Linked DNA regions of Mus musculus: regions 1 and 3 are each linked to region 2. Evidence: chromatin contacts called from public HiChIP or PLAC-seq and promoter capture Hi-C data. All regions are on one chromosome and are shown on one strand. Each heading gives the region's core, a stretch centred on a gene start, on an enhancer-like site or on the middle of the called end of the contact. The rest is flanking DNA. Distances are from core to core; before and after follow the strand shown.

Evidence for each region. Promoter capture Hi-C pulls out the DNA fragments that hold promoters and counts their contacts. HiChIP or PLAC-seq counts read pairs in DNA pulled down with a chosen protein or histone mark.
Region 1: a promoter capture Hi-C map of stem cell-derived epiblast-like cells shows a contact between it and region 2, with 2.0 times the contacts expected there. The contact joins the promoter of Adarb1 here to the enhancer-like site in region 2. A contact is called at or near these places in 10 of 39 promoter capture datasets (the 3T3-L1 cell line, 3T3-L1-derived adipocytes, the HPC-7 cell line and 7 more) and 2 of 9 other capture datasets (adipose tissue and macrophages).
Region 3: a contact with region 2 is called in an H3K27ac HiChIP or PLAC-seq map of epiblast stem cells. The contact joins two enhancer-like sites. A contact is called at or near these places in 1 of 39 promoter capture datasets (neural stem cells), 16 of 484 Hi-C or Micro-C datasets (the AML12 cell line, the G1E-ER4 cell line, adipose-derived mesenchymal stem cells and 9 more), 1 of 115 datasets of contacts at active chromatin or transcription factors (epiblast stem cells) and 1 of 9 other capture datasets (embryonic stem cells).

The regions. Positions count from the first base shown.
Region 1 is chr10:77,416,481-77,420,699 of GRCm38.p6, forward strand. It overlaps Adarb1 (adenosine deaminase, RNA-specific, B1), which reads right to left and starts at 1,793. Exons shown (of 11, transcript NM_001024837.2): 1 at 1,615-1,793. Gm17769 (predicted gene, 17769) reads left to right here and starts at 1,896. Exons shown (of 1, transcript NR_027377.1): 1 at 1,896-4,219.
Region 2 is chr10:77,087,899-77,092,207 of GRCm38.p6, forward strand. Col18a1 (collagen, type XVIII, alpha 1) reads right to left here. Exons shown (of 42, transcript NM_009929.3): 4 at 972-1,058. Among named protein-coding and RNA genes, the nearest start is that of Slc19a1, 57 kb to the left of the region's middle. Within about 2 kb of position 1,658, at least 100 of the 459 cell types and tissues checked have an H3K27ac peak or open chromatin away from gene starts, as enhancers often do. A contact at or near this core is called in adipose tissue, epiblast stem cells and neural stem cells, where this site is marked.
Region 3 is chr10:77,496,963-77,500,949 of GRCm38.p6, forward strand. It overlaps Fam207a (family with sequence similarity 207, member A), which reads right to left. Exons shown (of 6, transcript NM_133998.3): 4 at 401-551. Among named protein-coding and RNA genes, the nearest start is that of Fam207a, 17 kb to the right of the region's middle. Within about 2 kb of position 1,434, at least 28 of the 459 cell types and tissues checked have an H3K27ac peak or open chromatin away from gene starts, as enhancers often do. A contact at or near this core is called in epiblast stem cells, where this site is marked.

The DNA.
Region 1 (4,219 bases), core at 543-3,042, 330 kb after region 2:
ACAAAAACAGGTTTGGAAAAATGCAGCTTCCTTTCAAAGGAACAAAGAGGGTTAATACATTATTCCTATTCTCAGTAAAAACTAATGTTTGATCATCTTAATTACCGCACCTACCAGTAAAAAGACCAAGTTTGCTATCGGGCTTCTTTTCGTTATACTTCCAGAATGGAATACAATAAATGATTTTCAAAAAAAGAAAAAAAAAAAGGATGCCCTCATCAGAAGTAACCCAAACCTGCTAGGTGAAAACACTGACCTCCAACCAGACACTCCAGTGCGGATATCCCCCTCATAAATCCCGAACGGAACACTTTTCTGGTCCTCCAAAGGCGACTCCGGCGCCACTAGTCTAGCGTCCACAGCCCCATCTGACATTTCCCTTGCACACAGACACCACACAGTGATTTTCCTCTTGCCTATGTGTGCGCGTCAAAATTCACCTCCAACCCCTAATGTCCCAGATGGCTCCCACAAACAGCAGACGCGCTGGGTACTCGCGCTGGGTACTCGGAACTTCGTCTCCCAGGCGCTCGGCGCCCATGTGGGCTCTGAGCCCTCGGAAGGGGCATGGACCACCAAAAAAGCAGCCTGCCTCACCTAGGTTACGGTGTCCACCCCGTGGGAGCGCAGTGTCTCCTTTGCAGGACACAAGATGCTCTCACTGGGCGTAGCTTTCCCTCTGTGGGATATAGGGTTAGGGTCTCCCTCCTCGGAGTTCAGAGTATACTCTGCAGGGCACAGGGTTCCCTCCCTGTGCCCTTCCTCTGGGCGCCGTCTCGCCTCTGCGGAGCACATGGTCCCTTCTGCAGGGCACAAAGTCCCCATCCCCTGGTGCAGCTTCCTCTCCTCAGAGCACAGGGTTCCCACCCCCCAGCCTGAGCTTAGCCTCCCTTCTGCTAGGCACTGGTCCCTTCTGCAGAATACAGAGCTCAACCTTTCCTCTACCAAGCACATGGTCCCTTCTGCAGGGCACAGGGTCCCCATCCCCGGACACAGATTCAGAGTGACACAGGGTGTCTCTTCTCAGGGCGCAGCTTTCCTTTTGCAGGGCACAGGTCCCCTCTCTAGGATACAGGGTCCCCATCCCCGGACGCAGCTTTCCTTCTGCAGGGCACAAGGTCCCCCTCCCGGTGTGCAGTGTCCCCTGTGCTGGGTAAAGGTCCCTTCCCGGGGTACAGGGTCCCCTCCCCGGAGCACAGGTCCCCTCCGCCCGGTACACCATTCCCCTCCCCGGGCGCAGTCTCCTCTCTGATGGGCACAGGTCCCCTCCCTGGAGTACAGGGTCCTCTCCGCGGGCACAACCTCCTGTCCGAGAGGCGCACGGTCGGCTCGCCGCGGCGCAGCGCATCCCACGCGGACGCGGCGCCTCCAGGAGCGGACGAGCCGTCCTGGGCGCAGCCTCCTCCTGCAGCGCAGCGCATCCAAGAGGACCGCGGCCCGCCCTCCGCGCGCCGCCCGGGATGCGCCAGGGACCCCGCAGCTCGCCGCGGGCCCGGGCCCCGCACCATAGGGTCTGGGGTCGGTGGTCAGGTCCGCGGCCGCCGGCGCTGCGCGGCCTCAGCCACCTGCCCCGCGCTTACATAAACGCGGCCGCCCGCGTCCCCGCCGCCTTACCTCCGCTCACGCTGCGCCCGCGGGCTGCCGGCGTCTGGCTCTGGGCGCTGCGGCGGCCTCGGCTAGCCCCGCGGCCCCAGCTAGGAGCCCCTCGCCGCCGCCTCAGCCTCAGCCACCTCAGCCTCAGCCGCTGCCTCAGCCTCTGCCTCTAGCCTCGGCGCCGGCGGCTCCGCCCCCTCGGCTCGCCCCGCCCCAGCCGCCGCAGCCGCGCGCGCGTGCTCGCTTGCAGGGGTGGAGCCAGCGCTCCACGCTGACGTGCGCGCCTCCTGCCCGGAGCCGACGTCCGGACTCGCTCGCGGCGGCGGGAACTGCGAGGGTTAGCGGTTAGAACCAAAACAGGTCGTGCGTCGCTAGGGAGACTCGAAGCGGAAGGGAGCCTCCGACACGCACCGAGAAGATCGACGGGGGCGGGGTTCTCGAACTCGCGGGCAGGAGCCTCGGATGGGACCTAAGGGGACAGGTGGGACCAAGGATCCTAGAGATCCTGTGGGATCTGGGAATGGGGCAGGGAAAATCAGAGCGAAGCCACTGAAGTGCGACTGTGACCGCCGCTTGAAGACCTACTACACCCCGTACGTGGTACCCTGGCATCCCGCAAGAATCGTCCCTGGGCCTTCGTCCAGTTTTGAGAGCTGGCCCTGGCCACTGACACCCACCTCCGTAGACCTTGAAAATAAGTAGGGAGAGGAGCAGGGACATGATTTTGTGAAGCAGGGTGTCTACTGGTGGTCACTAGAAATGATGGCCGGTTTTTAACCTAGACCCCAGGGTCAAGTTCAGGCTCTGCCACCTCTTAGGCATACCAGATGTGTCTTGTGCTTGCATTGTCTGTTTCCACGTTTGTTTAAAAAGAAAAAGGTCTAGTAAAAGACAAGTGCAGGTAGGTAAAGTACTGTGTCGAGCATCCAAGATGTGGTCAACAACTTGTGTGGTTCCTCGCCAGATTGTCTTAACCTGGGGTGCTATGCCCAGAACGGGGCCTGGAGAGGTCCAGAATCGGAAGCATGAACTGACCACAGGAGTAGTGTTGTAGCCGGTCCACATCTGCTTCCATCACAAAAACATGTCCTTTGGACCAGCTAGCCACTCAATGAATTCTTCAGCCTGCCTAAAAGGTGGGCACCAGGCAGTGCCTACGGGTGCACTTGTTGGCAAGTAAGTAGAGATCATCACTCTTGGAACACCTACCAGGATGTCAAGCTTCACATACAAGTATGTGCACAAGGACAAATGTGTCTGTTTCTAGGTATCACACTACCCCAGAACTTAGTAACTTAAAGTCATGGTTTGTAAGTCTGATGAATAGCAGCTTTTATGCAGTGTTCAGCTGGTTTGGTTCATCTCTGCTTCATAGATGACCTCACTCCCTTATGTCATGTGTTACCTACTGTTAGTAAGCTAGCTCTCGTTGCTTCTCATAATGGCTGTGGTTTGGCCACAAGAGAGCAAGTTCCAGCCTTTTCATCCCCTGTGCACATCACCTGTGTTCCTGTGACTCATTGACTGAATTGAAGATGCTGATCTGACACAAGTACATATGAGAGACAGAGATCTGGACAAAGGAAGTATGCTCATCTGAGATGGTCGCTTTGATAGATCTTTGGTTCATTGTGGATTGTTACAGCAAAAACAGAACTCTGCGGTCTCAACCAGGATTAAGTGGAATGACCTTCTTTCTCTGCTGTGTACACTGCCAAAAAAACTAGCTTGAAGTGAAGATAACAGAGCACATAAACAGAAGCTAGAAAATGACATTTTGACAGCCTCCAGGTATCTGTCTGGTGGTGTCATATGCATGGATGGGTTAATTGGCTAGAAAGATATCTTCATCTTCATAGTCTGGAAGTAGAACAGGTCAGGATGCCAGAAAATAGCATAACTGGGAGGCAGTTCAATGTAAGGAGCAGGTATGTTGGACTTGAACTTTGCAAACCCACTATGACACATAGCTGTGAAACTGGACAGATCATTCCATCTATAGGAAAGATGTTGATCCACCTGAAATCTGGTCCATCACTGGTGACCAGAAAGACTTGATGGCGGAGTCTTAGGAATCATAACACATACAAATGTGAATTGGGATATATATATATATATATCAGTAGTTCAGGAGTCGCCACACAAACCACATGAACACCGATTCAGTCAGGTTGGTTTATTGAACACACACCTAAAGACTGATCGACCAGGGCAACAGCTCAGGCTTGAAAGCTAAAAAGCTGTGAGCTGGACATTTCTCAGGGCCAGCTTACAAAGGCTAAGCCCACAAAAACCACAATGAGCTCATACACAGGTGCTGGAAGTGCTTGCCTGGTGGTCAGCCCTGACTCAAGCCATTTTAGACATAACAGCTCATATTGAACTTTAATTTGATGGGTCCTAAGTGAAGCTTATGGCTGTGGAATTTCTTAAAATTAACAAGCCTCATAACATACAAAACATAACAGGGTATGTGGTCTGGTCAGTATGACCCTGCTCTGAGTCAAATTATTTTTTTGCATCAATGACTACCAGGGATATTACAGCAACAATATGAAATAGCTGGCAAGCATGGAGCAAAATGGCTATAGCTATGCTGGGGGCAAGTCTCAACAATATCCGTGTG
Region 2 (4,309 bases), core at 408-2,907:
GGATAGACAGGCAGCTAGCCAGCATGGGCAGCATGTGAGCATGCTCAGTGGGCGGTACACTCAGGTGTGAGCGTTACCCATCCACTAGAGATTAGTATTTGGTATCAGAGAGAAGCCAATTACGTTTCCAATTTCTCTCCTGGAAAAAGTAACATGAGGAAAGACAGACATACTCATCTGCTCACAGCCGAACCCAGCCAGGCTCTGCTCACAAGAGCTAGTAATTGGGGATGTTGTGGTGTGCTATCTCCACTGGGACATCCCCCTCCTCCCCAAAAAAATATCCCATCCTCTGGCAACAGATGGGTGGTTTCCTTGAATGTCACCATATTATGTGCATGCACACACAGAAAACAGAGGCACCCAGAGACACAGTACATCCAGACCACAGTGTGCATGCACCCCACACGTACAAGAGACACACAGCATACAGAAAACGAACACACCAGCATCACACAAGAGAGAGAGACACACACACACACAGCACACTTAACAAAAGATACTCTGCACACGGAGATAACACACAGCAATATAAATAACAGCAGACACACACAAAAAAGACATATATACATAGCACACAACCAACAGACAAAACCACATAGACAAAGAGAGAGCATGGACACCATACAACAGACACACATAGAACATCAAGAGACACACACAACGCACAACAGGCAGACATAATTCCCCCTCCCATAAACACACATCAGACAAAACCAAGTGCACACATGCACTTTCTACGGGGAGATCCCCCATCATACTGTGTCACTGGGTGAGGGGGTGTCGGTCTCTGACATTTACAATTCCCAGGTTTCTGAGATGGGAAAGTTAAGGCAGGGGAAGGTCTCTGGAGACGTGGGTTCCTGACACCCCACTGGCATCTTCTGGCTTTCCCCAGTATTATTGCTTGAGAAGCCTTGCTCACAGTGGGGAGACCCACCACCACCACCACCACCACCACAGACACTCACCCGGTCTTCATCATCATCTTCTTCATCCAGACAGTGCACAGGGCTCACCCGGGGGGTTTTGCGTACCTTCAGCTCTGAGATCATCCCCTAGACAGAGGCAGAAGATCACTAATTTGAAACTGAAATGTCCCTCAAGGGATTGGGTGTTTGGCCCCTGGACTGCCAGTTGGTAGCCCTGTTTTGGAAGGTTGTGGAGCCTTTAAGAGGTGGAGCCTCACTGAAGGAACTGGGTTCCTGACAAACTGTTTTGATATCCCCATTCTCTCTCCACCCCCCACCCCCCACCCCAACAGGGTTTCTCTCTGTAGCCCTGGCTGTCCTGGAACTCACTCTGTAGACCAGGCTGGCCTCAAACTCAGAAATCCGCCTGCTTTTGCCTCCCAAGTGCTGGGATTAAAGGTGTGCGCCACCAATGCCCGCCCTGTCTTGACATTTTAAAGTCTTCCCCTACTTCCTGTCCCCTCTGCTTCAGGACTGCAAAGTGACCAGCTGCCTCATGTCTCCACCAAGCTTTCCCTCTTCAGCCCTGGCTATCTCCTCTCAAACTGCAAGGCAAAATAAACGCTGGTCTCCCTCTCAGAAGAGATTTCTGGTCAGATATCTGGTCACAAAAACAGGGAGAGAAGCTAAGACCCTGCGGCTCCGGAGGCGGAGCTCACATAGAGCCTCTGACTCATGCTGGCCCCTAGCCTAGCCTGACTTTACCAGGGAATCTCCCTTTTGTCAGCAAGACTAAGGAGCAGGGTCTCAACTGGCTTTCAAGTTGTGGCAGCTTCTGAGCCATGCTGAGGGAGGTCACGAGGATCAGGGACACTGCGAGACAAACACGGCCCCTCACCTCGCCCTTGGTGTCTGGATTGCTGGCTGTTGGGCAAGCTCTGTGGCGTCGGTCTGACGGCACCTTGAATGCTGGAGTTTAGGCACACTTTCTGTGTTTGCATTTTTGCATTAATTGTATTCTGCTACGCTCACTAATTTCAGTTTACTAAGGAGAGACGGCGCTTCCTCAATTCCAAAATGACTTGATCAAAGAGAGGCCCCAGTGGAGGTGCCTCTGGGTTTCCAGTCTGCTTGTGTGAACAATACCTTACGGACAGTAAGGGAGGACGTGGCAGTCCTAATGAAACTGAAATCTGAATCTCATACCAATTTTTCACACATTGCAAAATAACTTTTGGATTATTCCAGCCATTTGAAAAATGTAGCCATCATTCTAGCTCGGAAGCCTTTGCTATAGGCGGCAGGTGATGGCTAGCCCATGCTTGCTGACAGGTCTGGTGTCCCAAATTCAAATGCTTTCTGATCCTCAGTCATACCTCCCCGTTCCCAAGGACCATGTGACAACTAACAGTCCCACCTCCGTACCCCAGCTGGGTCCTGGCCTATGCCTCCCCTATCTCTCCTTATCTCACTGTTCAGCTCTGTCTGGCTTTTCTGGGAAATTTTCCCCAACACCACACACGGGATGAAAGCTACTCTGGGCTAGGTCTGTCCCATACTCCCTGTTCCACAACTCTTCCCAGTATTGAGGACAGCAAAGTCTCTTGTGTGTGTGCACATGTGTGCCTTCATAACAATCACACATGTAAAACTTATGTATACATACCACAGTGAACACACCCATGTATATACACAGTCTGGCTTACTTATGGTAGGTTAAGGAGCTAGATGACTATGCACCCAGGTAAGGGAGAGGGAGGTGGGCTTCAGGAGAACCAAGCATCTCACAAACCCTCTGACTTGGTCATTTCCAGCCAGAGCAAGGCCTTCTTCACGGGCCATGAGCAAGCATATACACAAGGGATCTGGCCTACTGGGCAATCCCCAGAATGTGGGAGGGTGGTGGCACCACAGTTCAGTGTCCTCAGCACCTGAGAAGGTGCAGAAGAATCTCTACAAACCCCTCAGGCCAACAGAACCCATGTCAGGAAACCCAGGCCCTGGGTCATGGGAGAGGAGTCTCTGGGGCGGAGCAGCAGAAAGAAAGCCCTGGCCTGTGTCAACCCCATGGGCCTCAGTGGGACACAGAAACAAGGCTTGACCCTTCAGGACCAACCCTGTGATAGTGGGGACTCTGTGATGCTATCCCATATCTGAGGTGCAGGAGGCCTCTAGGTCGGGAAAAACAGAAAAGGTATTTGTACTCCTGAAAAGATTAGAGGGACAGTATTGGACCAGCAGATGAAGAATAAACCGGCTGTATCTAGTACAAGGGGATTCTGGGATATCTAACCAGCCAGTACCAGGAAAGCATGTAAGTCCCTACTATTGTATGAGAAGGAGCATCTGAGTGTGTGTGCGTGTGCCTGCATGCGTGTATGCGTGCATGCGTGCGTGCGTGTGTGAGCATGAGTAGCACCCATGCCCAGGGAGCCCAGCACTGCTCCGGTCAGGCACAGGTCCAGTATTCAGAGAGCAAGGATTTGCAGGTATGGAGATCATATTTCCTGCCAGGCAGCATCCCAAGTCAACAGAGCATCTGGGAAGAGAATGGATATCCCAAGAAGTCCACTCAGAGCTGTCACAGCAGATACCATGGTAACCGTTAGAGCAGCCAGGATCAGGAGGAACTGGGTTTAAATACTAGAAAACTGCTTCCTGGGGGCAATTCTGGCACCAGGAGCATCTCAAATGGTCTTAGCCAACAGACACATGGCATTCCGCACAGACAGGTTCAGTGCTGTGGACAGTGCCACACTCTGCCAAGGCTTTTGGGTGCCTACATCTGGAAAAGGCCCAAAGAGGGCAGAAAAGACTTGTGTCTGCAGTGAGTTCTGCTCTGAGTCCTGCCCTTGTGACTCTTCCACCCTCTCCCAGAGTCCTCCCAACCTCAATGGGGGAGACGATGGTTGTACAAAAGGCCTAAGACCCACTGCAAATATTTAACGGACTTGGACCCAAGAGTTATGCAATCTGGACCTTGGAAATTGGGGGGACTGTCAACATTTACAGATGAGTGCCACGTGAAACTCTTCCTACCACCCTGACCAATGATGCTTTGGTGTAGTGGGGAAGTGACTAAAACTGTCCAGCATCAGGAAGAGGCACACACACTGTCTGGGCTCACCTGAACCTGCTATACCAGCCAGCAGAGGTCAGGGGCTGAAGCCATGATGTGGGGCTATCCACTGGTTTTGTCTCATATACTATATCTGGGTTTCCCCATGGCCCTCAGGGTGGCCCCTCAGCCCCACCCCTCTTCCCTCAGTCTCAAAGTCGGCAGACCTTTTCCTCCCTCCTTTTTCTACCTCACTTGGCCAGCCTATTTCCTACTGCCCTGTGACCCAACCATGCCTCACAGCTCTGGTGGCTCCGGCTGGCCACTGCTTTATATCCAT
Region 3 (3,987 bases), core at 184-2,683, 410 kb after region 2:
CAGGCAGATGTCGGTGAGGTTCCCTAAGAAAGGGATGTCAGAGCTGTCTGAAAGGGGAGCAGGAAGGTCAGGTGGATTCACAGCAAAGACCACGAGGCCTCATGCTGACCACGTGCATAGTATGGAAACAGGCCAGCCAGAGGGAGGAAGGCATGAGGGAGCACACACTGGTGGGCTAGGCAGGCTTCCCCCAGGGGCAGGCCCGGGGCTGCTTCCACAACACTACATTCAAGGGCTCAGGGCAAGGGAGAGGCTCTCTGAGCCACGTGTGGCTTGGGCATCAACTCCCTCACCTTTCGGGGATGGAAGACTTCAGAGACCACTGTCAACCCTTCTCTGAATCCAGGGCTATGGTGATCCAGGCCAGCTCTGTAAGAGACATCCGGTGCCCGACACTCACCGTCTGGCTTGCTGCCGCTGGCGGCCGGCCTCCAGTTCCTGCAGCTCAGGTAGGGCATCCCTCAGGGGGTGCAGGTCGCCTACCACCACCATGGCCTTGCGCTTTCGTTCCTCCCTGAGCTTCTGCTCTGCCAGCTTTATGGCTTCAATTTCTGAGGGGAGAGACGGAAGTATATGGCAATTCAACCCCATTCCCCGGCCCCCTCAGGGGCCACCAATGCCAAGGCACCCACTAAGCTGTGTGTACCCTGAGGTCTGCTCGCTCCCACAGAGCACACGTGTTCTTTGTTACCCTGCTGTCACCTGCTTTGTGCCCCTAAAGAGTTGGGGGGCGGGCCAGCTCTGAGTTATTTTTTCTCCTTAATCACAGAGGCACACTTTAATTACAGGGCTGACTATGAGCTTAGAGCTGCAGAAGAGAGAGGCCTGACACCTCTATAAGGGGTGCAGTATGGGGCCTGGGCACACAGACACATAGGGACAGTGGGTAGATGCAGGCCCTGGGCTTCACTGGTAACTTACTGAGAAGCCACGGTGTCCTTTATCCTGGGCAAAATAGAACCGTGCAGCACCTCCCTGAGACATCGATAGGGGGAGAGTGGTCCCATAGGGTAGAACTATCAGCCATTGGGGACGGCAGGGAGCAGGGTGGGTGGCCAGGTCGCATGCACAGCATGAATGTAAGAGAAAGTTCACTGTGGGGCACAGTCTTGGAATTTAATGTTCTTCAAAAGGTGGATTCAATTCCAAACTGCTAATGTAACAAGTACTTAACCTTGCTGTCTGCCTGAATGTGGCTGTGGGGTGTATGCAGTTCTGGGAGAAAACCCCACTCTCTCTGGGTACACAGCCACAGAAGGACCTTTATTCAGATACTTCAAACATGGGGTGACCATAGCAGAGGGGGTGAGGTAACCAGCAGCTTCCCCCTCAGCAAGACACAGCCAACTCTGCCACCCTCTACATCAGGGAAGATGCCTCACAGGACAGGTCAGAGAGGCCACCCTGACCATCCCAGGCAGGGCCAATACGTCAGGGTTCATCACTTCACACTGAGGCAGAGTCAGCCCTCCAAGGCCTCTGCCCAGTGCAGCCTAGCAGACTGTGATTTATAAGGTGACAATTTGGTGGGGGTTTTCAGTCTAGGTGAAACAGAGCAAACAATTCACTTAGCGCCTCATCAAGACCAGCCGCAGAGCGGAGAGGGGCAAACTTCCCTGGCAGAAAGAAGGGCTGAGGGGCCGCCCCCTCACACATACAGGCTGACAGACCCAAAGAAAGGACAGCGAGGCTGAGGGAGACATGCAGCCCAAACTCACACAAGCAAATCCAAATCAAAGATGCCCAAACAGGGTGATCCAGGGCGTGCAAGGATAGTTTGGGATCTGGAAGCTGTTGTAACCCACCATGACTGGGGGTAGCACTGGCTAAAAGGGGAAAACTTGGTCACTAGATGTGCCAGAAGAGATGTGGTAAAACTCACTATCTACCCATGATAAAGTTACAGTGAAACCATAAACAGATCCAAGATAATAAATAGCTCATTTCTACTGAGTTCAACAAGATAGCACTGACCGCATCCTGGCACTCCGGTCTGGCAGCTCACTGCTACCAGGGAGGCAAAGACAGCAAGCAGAAGCCAGCAGGGGAGTGGACAGGGTCAAGAGATGTGCCCAGCCCCAATCCCTAACCCACAATGCAACACAACTTTTAACCAAGCTGAGAAATCTAAATCCTTTCTTAAGCAAACAAACCAGACAAAACCAAAAACCCTCAAATATTATAGACAGGAGGATAACAATTCAAGGTCATCCAGACAGTCCAGGATCCTGAAGACCCTGCCTCAAAACCATAAAGATCTCAATGTGAACAAAACATTATTTCAACAGAATGAGCAAGAGAGCAAGTCTACTAATACTCGAACAACGGAGAGAGCCTGGGGCAGAGTACCAGACAGAGACGAGAGGTGGCCGCACTTGTGGTTGCCCCTCACTCCCTGCTCTGGAAGATGAACTACTTGAGTTAGACACTCTAAATAAGTAGAGAACCACAAAAAGCCAAAACAGTAAAGCCACACGACACCACTGGAATCCAGGAAAAGAAAACCACAGCCGTGAAATGCAACTTCTAAGTTGCCTCCATCAGTCGGGTACATCAAGCGTCAGAAAGCACTTTACGGGAGCTGAGCTATAGGTGCTGTAGAGCGAAGTCCTGGAGGACACCTGGTCCACGCAAACTCTCAAGGGCCTTCATGCTCAGAACACCATGTTCCAGGGACGGGGAGCACTTCGCTCCAGGGACGGGGAGCACTTTCCGAGGAATCTGACACTGGGGAGGCAAAGTGGAGCAAGATGGAGAGGGGTCAGGGAAAGGTATAGCTTGGGACAGTTCCTCACAGTGACAACAGGGAGAGTGTGGCAAACGATCAACAGCCACGGAAGAGACACACTGCTGATGGTACTAGAGAATCCAGTATGGCTACCAGACTTGAGATATATCCTGGGCCAGATCACAAGACATAGGCTGTTACTAAAAAAATAAGAAAATGACAATTACTGGTACTTTTAAAAACTTTTAGAAGCAAATTTGTCCAAAACACAAAATACCAACATACACACACACACACACACACACACACACACACACACATATATACACACACAGAGAGAGAGAGAGAGGGAGAGAGAGAGAGAGAGAGAGAGAGAAATTAAGATAACAGTTATTTAAAAAACCTGACCAATGATGAGAGGCCCTTGACGTGATTCAGTGTCGGCAGCCCACCCTCCTGAAGCTGGGCTACGGACTCGGTGCCGCCACAACCCTAATCCCTCTCACCCTCTCAGCTTCTGTTGTCGTCTTTAAGGAGAACGACATCAGTGAAATCGGATGATGTGCTGAGAACCAAGAAAGCCCAGAGCGAGCTGGGACGAAGGAGCAGAGGAGGCCTTCTGTGCCTGTCCCTTGCTGACACCAGAGCACAGGCATGGATGGAGGGAAGCCATGTGGCTTTCAAAAGGACACTCCAAAGAGGAAAACTATCTGCACCAGACTGTGGCAGGACCACCTCCCAACTCACAGCAGACAGGATGGACCACAGCCTAAGGACAAGCCAGGCTGTGACACTTTCAGAAGGAAACAGAAAAACATCTTCATGACTTGGGATTCTGTGTGCTCTGTCTGTCTGTCTGTCTGTCTGCCTGAGACCGCGTCTATTCGAGCCCTGGCTGTCTTGGAACTCACTATGTACATAGACCAGGCTGCCTCGGACTCAGAGATCAACCTAAGCACCATCTTCTTAAGACAAGACACACTGCAATCATATGGGGAAAATACGGGTAAGATTGTTAATCATTAAACTCCCGTCGCTTAAAAAAAGAAAGTTAAGAAAACGAATAGGCAAGACAGTCTGCAAGGAATACAGCACACACAGCTGAGCAGGGCCAGCAAGTCCCCAGCACACACACAGAGTCCCCAAGCTCAGTAATAAAAACGCAGAGCACCTGGAGAAGAATGACCCTCACTGAGGATGAGATGCAGATGCTCTTTCACAGATCACGGACCAGCAGCCCGTGAGAGACAGCAGCCCAC